Regions from separate parts of the Capra hircus genome. Here region 2 is linked to region 1. The links are chromatin contacts, called in public Hi-C maps. All regions are on one chromosome and are shown on one strand. The core of a region is the stretch at or near the end of the contact, and the rest is flanking DNA. Distances in the headings are between cores, read along the strand shown. Region 1 has its middle 53 kb from the start of IYD. Region 2 overlaps PLEKHG1 (pleckstrin homology domain-containing family G member 1).

Region 1 (4,767 bases), core at 2,110-4,609:
TCCTTTGCAGGATTATAGAAAAATTATTCCAGGACTGTTCAGTCTTGCTCTATAAAATAAATTCTTAGTGAGTAAATTAACTCTCTCAGAGTAAATTAGACACATTTTGGAAACTGCCTGAAACCCTGACGAGCATGCCGCCTATTCGGTTGCCCAGGGCATGCACTCTGAAAGAGCCTGCTCCTGTTCTAGGAGTCTTGGAATTCTTAATAATCATTGAACAGAAGGCTGCATTTTTCAGTTTGTGCTGGGCCCCACAAATCATGTAACTGACCCTACTTTCAGGTCCCTATAAGAAAGAGAGAGGTTCTAAATAGTCCTTTGGTATTTTTTGTTCTCTAATCGTTTGTTAATCCACATGGATTCTTGGCATCTACTTTGGTGACTGAAACCTTCTTCCACAGTAGACTGAATTTATAGAAACCATCTTTCACCTCTTTTAATCGTGGCTGGAAGGGTCATGGGAGTGGGTCTGATGTCACTGGTTTAATGGCCAGTGGAAATATCACATTCCCTCATCAATTCAAAACACGCCCTTCGCTGTATGTTCACTGTCCCCAAGCCGGCTTTTCTGACGCCTGCCTTCCTCCCAGAAATGAACGGTGAGAATTTGCTTTTTAGGGAAAAGTGGCCCGTTCAGCCCCCTTTTTGTTTGCGCTTGAGGCAACGGTTTAAAAAGGAAATCCCGCCCCCGCCACCAAAAAAAGAACATGGTAGGCAGTGCAGAGATTCAAAGGACTGTCGACTTGCAATGCGGATATGCAGGGAGGACGGGAGGTGGCCACCAGAGGGAGGCTCTGAGGGAGATGAATGTCCCTTAAAGAAGAGGCAGGCAGCCCACCTCCTCCTGGAAGAATGCCCATTAAGGATGTGGGATTGTGCGTATGAATATTTAATTTGTGCCTTTTAATGGGTTTGTTTTTAGCATCTTTCTTATTTAAAAATAATTCTGACTTCATTTCCCCCCGCTCCCCAAAAGGTAAATAAAGGCAAAATAGCGCTGAGAAAGCATCTCCCATGGCTTCCGAGTCATTTTGCTTGTTTTAATGCCCGAGACTCAATGTTCCTCGGGTGTCCTTGAGGTTAAAAGGATTCTCTGAAGCACACCATCTTTTCTTGCCCTCCTCCCACAGTTCCTGTCCTTCACCTTTTACAGGAAGACCATCTAAATGACAAATTACCAACAAGAGATTAGACTAGTCCTGGATCTTTAACCTCCCCCACCCCAAATATTCGGTATAATTATAGAGACAGTTTGTCTTGTGGATGATGGTTATGCTGGTTCTTCTCCAACAGAGACAGATGGCAAGAGGTAATTAACCTGTTTGCCAAACTGACAACTCGTAGACATGACTACCTCCTGAGAGTCACTCAAAGAGCAACACAGATGAATGGAGAATAAGCACCTTTAGGCTAAATGGCCAGTGGTGAGAAATATCAAAGAAAAGACATTATTTAACCATCTAAACTGTCCCACCGTGACCTGGCCCTAATCTAGGCTCAACTGATCAATAGCTGCTGACATTGATGTAGGTTCCTACTGATTATAAAGTGTCTTTGGGTGCATTATCCTATCTTCAAGTCCCTGATCTGAGAATATACAAAAGGGTAACTTCCCACTGGAGAGATTCATTACACACTTGGAAAATAAATAATGAAAATAAGCCTTTTATTTATATCAACTAAGCATCTGAGGGGCTTCCCTGGTAGCTCAGCTGGTAAAGAATCTGCCTGCAATGCAGGAGACCTTGGATCTATCCTGGATTGGGGAGATCCCCTGGAGAGTAGATAGGCTATCCACTCCAGTATTCTTGGGCTTCCCTGATTGCTCAGCTGGTAAAGAATGTGCCTGCAACGTGGGAGACCTGGGTTCGATCCCTGGGTTGGGAAGAACCCCTGGAGAAGGGGACGGCTGCCCACTCCAGTGTTCTGGCCTAGAGAATTCCATGGACTGTATAGTCTATGGGGTCGCAAAGAGACGTGACATGACTGAGTGATTTTCGCTTTCACTTTCAAGCATCTGAAGGGGCAGTGATGACTTGACAGTAATGCCTGGGTTACTGCGGTTGCTGTTCTTCTGCAAAATTGCCTATGGGTGGGTTTCTTCCATTTTTCTTGGCTCCTTTTCCCTGCTGTATGTACTGTTCTTCCACTTTTAGGCTCCAATCTCAATCTTTTCCGTGGCTGACTTGCACCCGCCCCCGTCTAGACCTTGGTTCTCATTGCCGCATCTTCCTGGTTCCACAGCTTCCTCCCCATTCCGTGCAGGGCACTGTCCAAGTGAAAGCCTTGACCTCTCCATGATGTGGCCCTGGCCTCATTTCCTCCTCTCTCTGCCTCGCCTCCATGCCCAGATCACAGTACCCATAGCGGGCAGCTTTTCATGCACACCATGGACTTTCTCACCTGGAGGCTCTCCTGCATGTCCCTTCTATCTGGGAAGGAAGTCATCACTTTCTGCTGAGACAGAAGGTCCCTCTCAAGGGCTTGAGAGTAAACATTTGAGGATTTGTCTGCCACAGGGTCTCTGTGGGGGCAACACACATGGAAGCAGTCATAGACAATACATAATTAAGCATTCTGGGTTCCACCAAAACTTGATTTTGAGATATGAAGAACTGGAATTTCAAATAAAGATAGTCTTCTTCTCTTGATTTTTTTTCCCAATCATTTAAAAATGTAAAAATTGTTCTCAGGTCTTGGGTTGTATGAAAACCAGGCACTATCTGAATTTGGCTCATGGTATGTAGTTTGACGGAGAAGGCAATGGCATCCCACTCCAGCACTCTTGCCTGGAAAATCCCATGGATGGAGGAACCTGGAAGGCTGCAGGCCATGGGGTCGCTGCGAGCTGGACACGACTGAGCGACTTCACTTTCACTTTTCACTTTCATGCATTGGAGAAGGAAATGGCAACCCACTCCAGTGTTCTGCCTGGAGAATCCCAGGGACGGAGGAGCCTGATGGGCTGCTGTCTATGGGGTCGCACAAGAGTCGGACACGACTGAAGCGACTTAGCAGCAGCAGCAGCATGTAGTTTGACAATTCCTTGATTTAGACTAGTATTAGCTCTTCACAGCCAGGTCAGGTGGTATCTTCAGGAAACTTCTCTGAATGTTGGGCACATTTGGCAAAAAAAAAAAAAAAAAAATCCTTTGTCTGTGTTCCCCCGGGACCAGTTTCCATTTTTTCATCTCTTCCCAAAGGATTTTCCAGTCAAGTGCCCTGCCACTGAGACGCAGCTCCATCCCCAAAGCATTTGGCAATGACCTGCTTTTGTGCCTGAGTTCCTACCAACAGCTTAGTCCCCCAGAGCAGAGCTGGAGCTTCCCTGCTCCTGGGCTCCAGGCCTGGCCCTGTACTCCCAGCCGGGTGAGGGCCCAGGCTCTGAGTGGCCCCTGGGTGGAGCTGGGTGTTCTGGGGTGGTATCTGAGCCATCTCCCCTGGTTTGCCTGGGCCTTGCAGGGAAATGGGATTCCCAGGTGGTGCTAGTGGGGTAAAGAACTCATCGGTCAATGCAGGATTTGATTGAGAGAAGGGTTTGATTCCTGGGTCGGGAAGATCTCCTTGAGGAGGGCATGGCAACCCACTCCAGTAACCATGCCTGGAGAATCTCATGGACAGAGGAGCTGGGTGGGCTACAGTCCATGAGGTTGCAAAGAGTTGGACATGACTGAAGTGACTTAGCACACACACATGCAGGGAGACAGGTCACTGTAAATAAGAAAGCAGTGTGTGGGTTACACTGTGAACCAGACAGTTACCTGATCTAGAGAGAAGGAAGCAGTGATTATGGGGCAAAAAGAAGCATCATGTACTTGGAACATATGAGAGCTCTAGAAATGAGAGGGACTCTCAAAACATGGGGACTGTGAAGGGGAAGGCATTTCCCTGCCACAGAACTCTCCTGAGAGCCAGAGGTGTCCTTCTGCCTCAGAATCACCAGCCTCATCTCAAGCTTACAGCTCAGAATGGCCAGGGGAGCTTGGGGATCTGCATTTTAGTTAGCTATTGGTACAGAACAAATTGCTCCTAAATTTAGTGGTTCAAAATAAAAATAACCATTTATCATTTCACTCCATTGCTATAGATCAGGAGTTGGAGAGTGGCTTAGCTCATAACTCAGCTGGTAAAGAACCTGCCTGCAATGCAGGAGACCCCAATTCAATTCCTAGGTTGGGAACACCCACTGGAGAAGGGATAGGCTACCCATTCCAGGCTTCCCTGGTGGCTCAGCTGGTAAAGAATCTGCCTTCAATGGGGAGACCTGGGTTCGATCCCTGGGTTGGGAAGGTCTCCTGGAGAAGGGAATGGCTATCCACTCCAGTATTCTAGCCTGGAGAATTCCATGGACAGAGGAGCCTGGTAGGCTACAGTCCATGCGGTCACAAAGAGTCAGACACAACTGAGTGACCTTCACTTTCACTTCACTTAGCTGAATGGTCCTGTCTATGGCTCTCTCAGAAGATGATGGTCAAGAGGTCAACCAACGCTATGGTCACCTGAAGTCCCAACTGGAGTTGGAGGATTTGATTCAAAATGGCATACACAGTGGTTCAGAAGTTGGTACTGGGGGTTAGCAGCCTATCTCCTTTCTTCCTCAGGTGGATCTCTCCGTGTGTGTGTGTGTGTGTGTGTGTTTCACTGCTTCATTTCACCAGTATTTGTAATATGGCGTGATAGATCTTATTTTGAAGATGTTAGGATCGGTGGCCTCTTTTCATGAGCTTCTGAATCCATCATGTTGCTTAGGATCTTTCTTCTTCA
Region 2 (4,594 bases), core at 599-3,098, 370 kb before region 1:
ATACATTTAGAGTTTGAGGTTACTAGTCAAGTTAATTTTAGACACAAATGTTAGCTCAATTTCTGTGAAGGGCATTTGCAGAACCATGTGTATATAGAAAATCCAACAGTTTCTACCTGCACCCTATTACCAATTAATCTGGACAAAAGTTAGTGTATATACCACATATATAGATGGACCATATGGCTAATTTCCAGGAAGTTTCTTGATATTTATAAGCTTGACTTTAAGAACTCAGTGTTTTTTTCTTGCCTTGACATTTAATATCAAAACGTACTATTCCCACATTTTCCACTAGAGGTCAGTCAAGGACCATCACAGAATTAAAGGACCAGAAGGCGGTTTTGTTCTTTGTCGTTTGTTCAGTTGCTAAGTTGTGTTGACCCTTTAGGAGGAACCTAACTTCTTAAGGTGTTAAATAGTAGAACAATGATACATTTTTTGATATTTTTCCCATTACGCATTTCATTTAAAAAGAGTAAATATCTTTTGAAAGCTTTAAGAAAATAATTTAAGAAATAGTCTTAAGGAAAGTGAAAAATTCAAATTAGTAATAATCCTGCTTAAATAAAATAGAAAATTATCACAACCTTATAGTGGATATAATATAGTAAATAAGAGTGCTTTCATTTTCCCTGGGAACAATGTAGTTAAGACCATCTCTGGGGCCAGGCAGAACTGGGTTTGAATCTGGACTCAGTCCAGATTGCATAAACTAGGGCAGTTTACTTTCCATCTCTGAGCCTCTGTTTTTATTTCTCTAGAAGGGGGAGAACAAGACCTTTAGCAGAAGGCATTTTGCTAAAAGGAAGAAATAAGCATACAAAGTACTCAGCACACTGTATGGTGCTCAAGCATTTGTAGCTGAAAAAAATAGATTTTACATCCTAAAAGGGTCAGGGACAAAAAAGTACAATTCTACCGTGACTCTGTTAACCCTTATAAAATATAAAGGGAACACTGCTTGGAATATACACCCCCTAGCGTGGGAGAAAGAGGAAGTTCCATAAGCTAGCTTCATTTTGTAATGGCCAATAACTGCCTTTCAGAACCCCTTTGGCAGTTTTGATTTCCCCAGGGACAGGTGAACAACAGGTGGGGCTTATGAATGGTACCTGCCATTGCTCAGAAGGGCATTCCAAGAGACGAGGCCAGCAGACAAATGATTAAGTATGAAGAAAATGCATTCACCTCTCTGCGCGAGTTACCTGACCCCTTGGAAGGCCCTGATGAGCTGAGACTCACGCCTCACTCAAAGCCCACACCCATGCACATTCATTTCCTGGGCACGGAAGCGCTGCTGACAGCCCCTGAGGACAAGCTTCAAAGACTTTTCAAAAAGTATGCAAAGAGCAAACAGACTTTCTCAGAAATCTCAGATAGCGTCATTTCCCACCCAGTTCTACTCTCATGAGCATCGTCCCATTTACCGCTCTACTTGCCTCCTCCCTGCCCCAGCATAGACCCCTTCCCCATACACTCGGATCCTCATATCCTTTAGGACATCTAACCTTTCCCTTCACTCTAGAACAGCAAGCAACGCATAATCACAGCCGCCCCCAGAGCCTGTCATCACCCAGAAGTGCCCTCCCTTGCAGGTAGGACTCCAGAAGTCCCCCTTCAGTGACAGACCTCTGTATTTCCATCTCTCCACCCAGACTCTTGATGAACCAGTTCTCTGACTCATCCTTCATGCACCTGTTTTCCTGGTTGGTTTCACGCTCCACTCAGCCTGGGAATTATGCTCAATCACTGCAGGTTGGATACTGGTTAGCACTCTGCCTTCCCTGTTGATCTTTCCCCTCATGGCTCTGCTGGTCCCCAACCTTGGGCAACCCATGTGTGCCAGGGTTCTTCACACTAGTTTCAAAGTTGCTGAGTAATCACATTGGTTCGTGGTGGTCAGCCTCAGTGGGGTCCAGGATTCCTTTCACAGATGGCTGTAGTCAGCCCCACTGACTCTCTAGCCTGTGGTTTTTAAAAAAATATTTATTTATTTGGTTGCACTAGGTCTTAGCTATGGCACATGGTATCTCTGATCTCCACTGCTGAATCCAAGATCTTTACTTGTGGCATGGGAACTCTTAATTGCAGCATGTGGGATCTATTTCCCTGACCAGGGATCAAACCCAGGCCCCCAGCATTGGGGGCACAGAGTCTTAGCCCCTGGACTACCAGGAAAGTCCCTAGTCTATGTTCTTTAGCACGTGCTCTGAATCTCCCTTCTTGCCCTTGGACACCTAGCCCCATCTTTGCTTCCACTCACCCAGCAGATGCTATTACCAGCAACTTTAGTGAAGGCACACCCTTTAAGCTCTCTCAAGTCCACCTCAAAGTTTATCCTCTCTTTATTTTTCTTCTTCCCCTAGCTCAGGGAAGATGTTTCTGACTCTTGACAAGACTAACCCCTACACCTACTGGTAAAGTTAACATAAAAAGCGTAATTAGTATAGAGAAGGTGAATAGATTCCTTAATTTTATATAGAGTTGCACCAATTCTTGGTTCCTAAGACCAAGGGAATTAGTTCTAGCTTTTAAAAGCTTGAAAAAGCCATGTTTTTATATATGAAGGTGTGCATTAGCAGTTCTTGCATATTTTTTCAATAAATAGTAAGTTTTGAGTTCCCATCATTATATTCACAATCTAATGTTTTTATTAGACTATATTTACAGTACACACCCCCACCCCAAATTTTGGATTAAGGATGTCCCTATCCTTCCATCTCCCCAGAGTTACATTCCAAGGAGTACCCCACCTCTTATCTTTCCTGTCTCCTGTTTCCTTTCCTCATCCCCTCAGCTTACATGCTCACGACATTCTTCATGAGAGCAAAGTGTCTTTCTTTGCTCTTATCTCTCCTCACTACTGCTTGTCCTTTCTGAACTTTGCTTAAAAAAAGAAGGCCACACCCAGTCTGTTCCTTATTTCTCTTCAACCCACTGTTCTTTCTCTCCCTTATCTCTTAGTTGCCAAGCCTAATATCTGTTTTTGTTGGAATCTGTTGTCATCTCTTCGGCCTTTGAGACGGTTACTCCACTCTTTCTCAGGGAGGTTCTTTCCTTCCTTCCTTACCATACTTTCTCCTTCGGTTTTCTTACTGCCTCATTTGGCCACTTTTTCTTTGGTTCTTCTCCAAATCCTCCGCCCCTTGCCAAGCACTTAGATGTTGGATTCCCAAGGGTCTGTTTTCCCGTTATGCATTTGTGTGGGCCCTCCTATCAAATCTCCGGGCTTTGGTGACTGCCAGGGTGGACAGACCTGCGTCTCTCCTGCAGCTGAACTGCCCCTGCACATGGGCCACCATGCCTCCCTCTCAGGCCCATCCAACCGGTTCCTCTCCCTGGCAGCCTGTCTTGGAACTTAACACCAGCCTCTTGGCCCAACACCTGACTCATCCTGACTTACTTCTCCCTCCCCGCTTCCACACTGCCTCTCCTCCTCCTCTTCTGCCACCCGGCAGTGCCCCTCTTCTCCTTTCCAGCACACCACGGAGACCTGCCGATTCTTTTCCTGCTACCAGTGATGCTCTACCAGCTTATCCGTCACACTGCCCCCAAAATGACAGTCTCAGACCACAGCACAGACCATCCCCTCCCTCCAAAAGCTTCAGGAGCTTCCCCCTCCAATAATCCAGGTTCCTCAGTGTGTCTGTGTGTGTGTGTTCAAAGCCTTCCAAGGTCAGCTGACTGCTTTCCACTTCTCTAATCTTACCTCCTACTCCATCTCCTGAGAACTTGACCATTCAATCTGAGAACTTCCATTTGAGCACAGTCTGTGTGCTGTTGAACACAGGGCCCCTTTTCACACCTCTTTGATTTTTGTTTATGCTGTTCTCTCAGCTTGGTTTCCCTTGTTCTTTTCCCCATTTAATAAAAATATTCCTCCTCCACCAAGACTGAGGTAGAAGGCATTTTCTTTCCTCTCCTCACTCGACCATAAACTTGAATACTTTACTCGTCCACAATACTTGGCTTATCTCTCTATTAATTCATCATATTTAGCAAACAGTTCATCATTTATAGGACTAGCTCCCTTGTCTGCAGATTCCTTCACAGCCAAGTCTGGGTCTTGCTTCCCACAGAACCTAAGCCAGCTTTATTTACCCTAGGTGCTTAGCACAGTATTGACTAATTCTCATAACTCCCTTATTTTGTACTAGTGCTCTAGAAAATTTTTTTACAATCTTTCCCTTATTTTTCTTCTTTCAAACAACAACGACATTAATGAACCAAAAACTCTCTGCAGAGTCTCTCTGAATATGAATCTTTTCAGTATGAATGGCTGGTGCAATTGTTTCCTTATGTAGCTTCTCTTTCAACAGTCTTCATTTTGAAAAGTGTACATTTATTCCCATCAGGCTGTCTTCCTGAGACCTGAATTCCCTTCCATTTTATTGTTCGTTGCCCTCATGGTCTTACCTTAGCTGGAATCTTTGCTGCATGATTCTCCAGGATCAGCCTCTTCAGGTGCAGAACCCACAGGCGTTTGTCTTGCTGCGACTTCGCCTACCAGGAGGAGAGGTGGACAGTCATGCAATCCTACCTCTCACAAGACACAGCCACCCCTAGGACCTCTGACTGGACGGGACGCACG

Evidence for each region. Hi-C and Micro-C count contacts between places; a contact is called where the count stands out from the background.
Region 2: a contact with region 1 is called in a Hi-C map of blood, with 8 times the contacts expected there. The contact joins two enhancer-like sites. A contact is called at or near these places in 3 of 5 Hi-C or Micro-C datasets (blood and liver).

Annotation. Positions count from the first base shown.
Region 1 is chr9:74,859,608-74,864,374 of ARS1.2, reverse strand. No RefSeq gene overlaps it. Among named protein-coding and RNA genes, the nearest start is that of IYD, 53 kb to the right of the region's middle. Within about 2 kb of position 3,359, at least 1 of the 5 cell types and tissues checked has an H3K27ac peak or open chromatin away from gene starts, as enhancers often do.
Region 2 is chr9:75,233,230-75,237,823 of ARS1.2, reverse strand. It overlaps PLEKHG1 (pleckstrin homology domain-containing family G member 1), which reads right to left. Exons shown (of 17, transcript XM_018053355.1): 11 at 4,420-4,506. Among named protein-coding and RNA genes, the nearest start is that of MTHFD1L, 47 kb to the left of the region's middle. Within about 2 kb of position 1,848, at least 2 of the 5 cell types and tissues checked have an H3K27ac peak or open chromatin away from gene starts, as enhancers often do.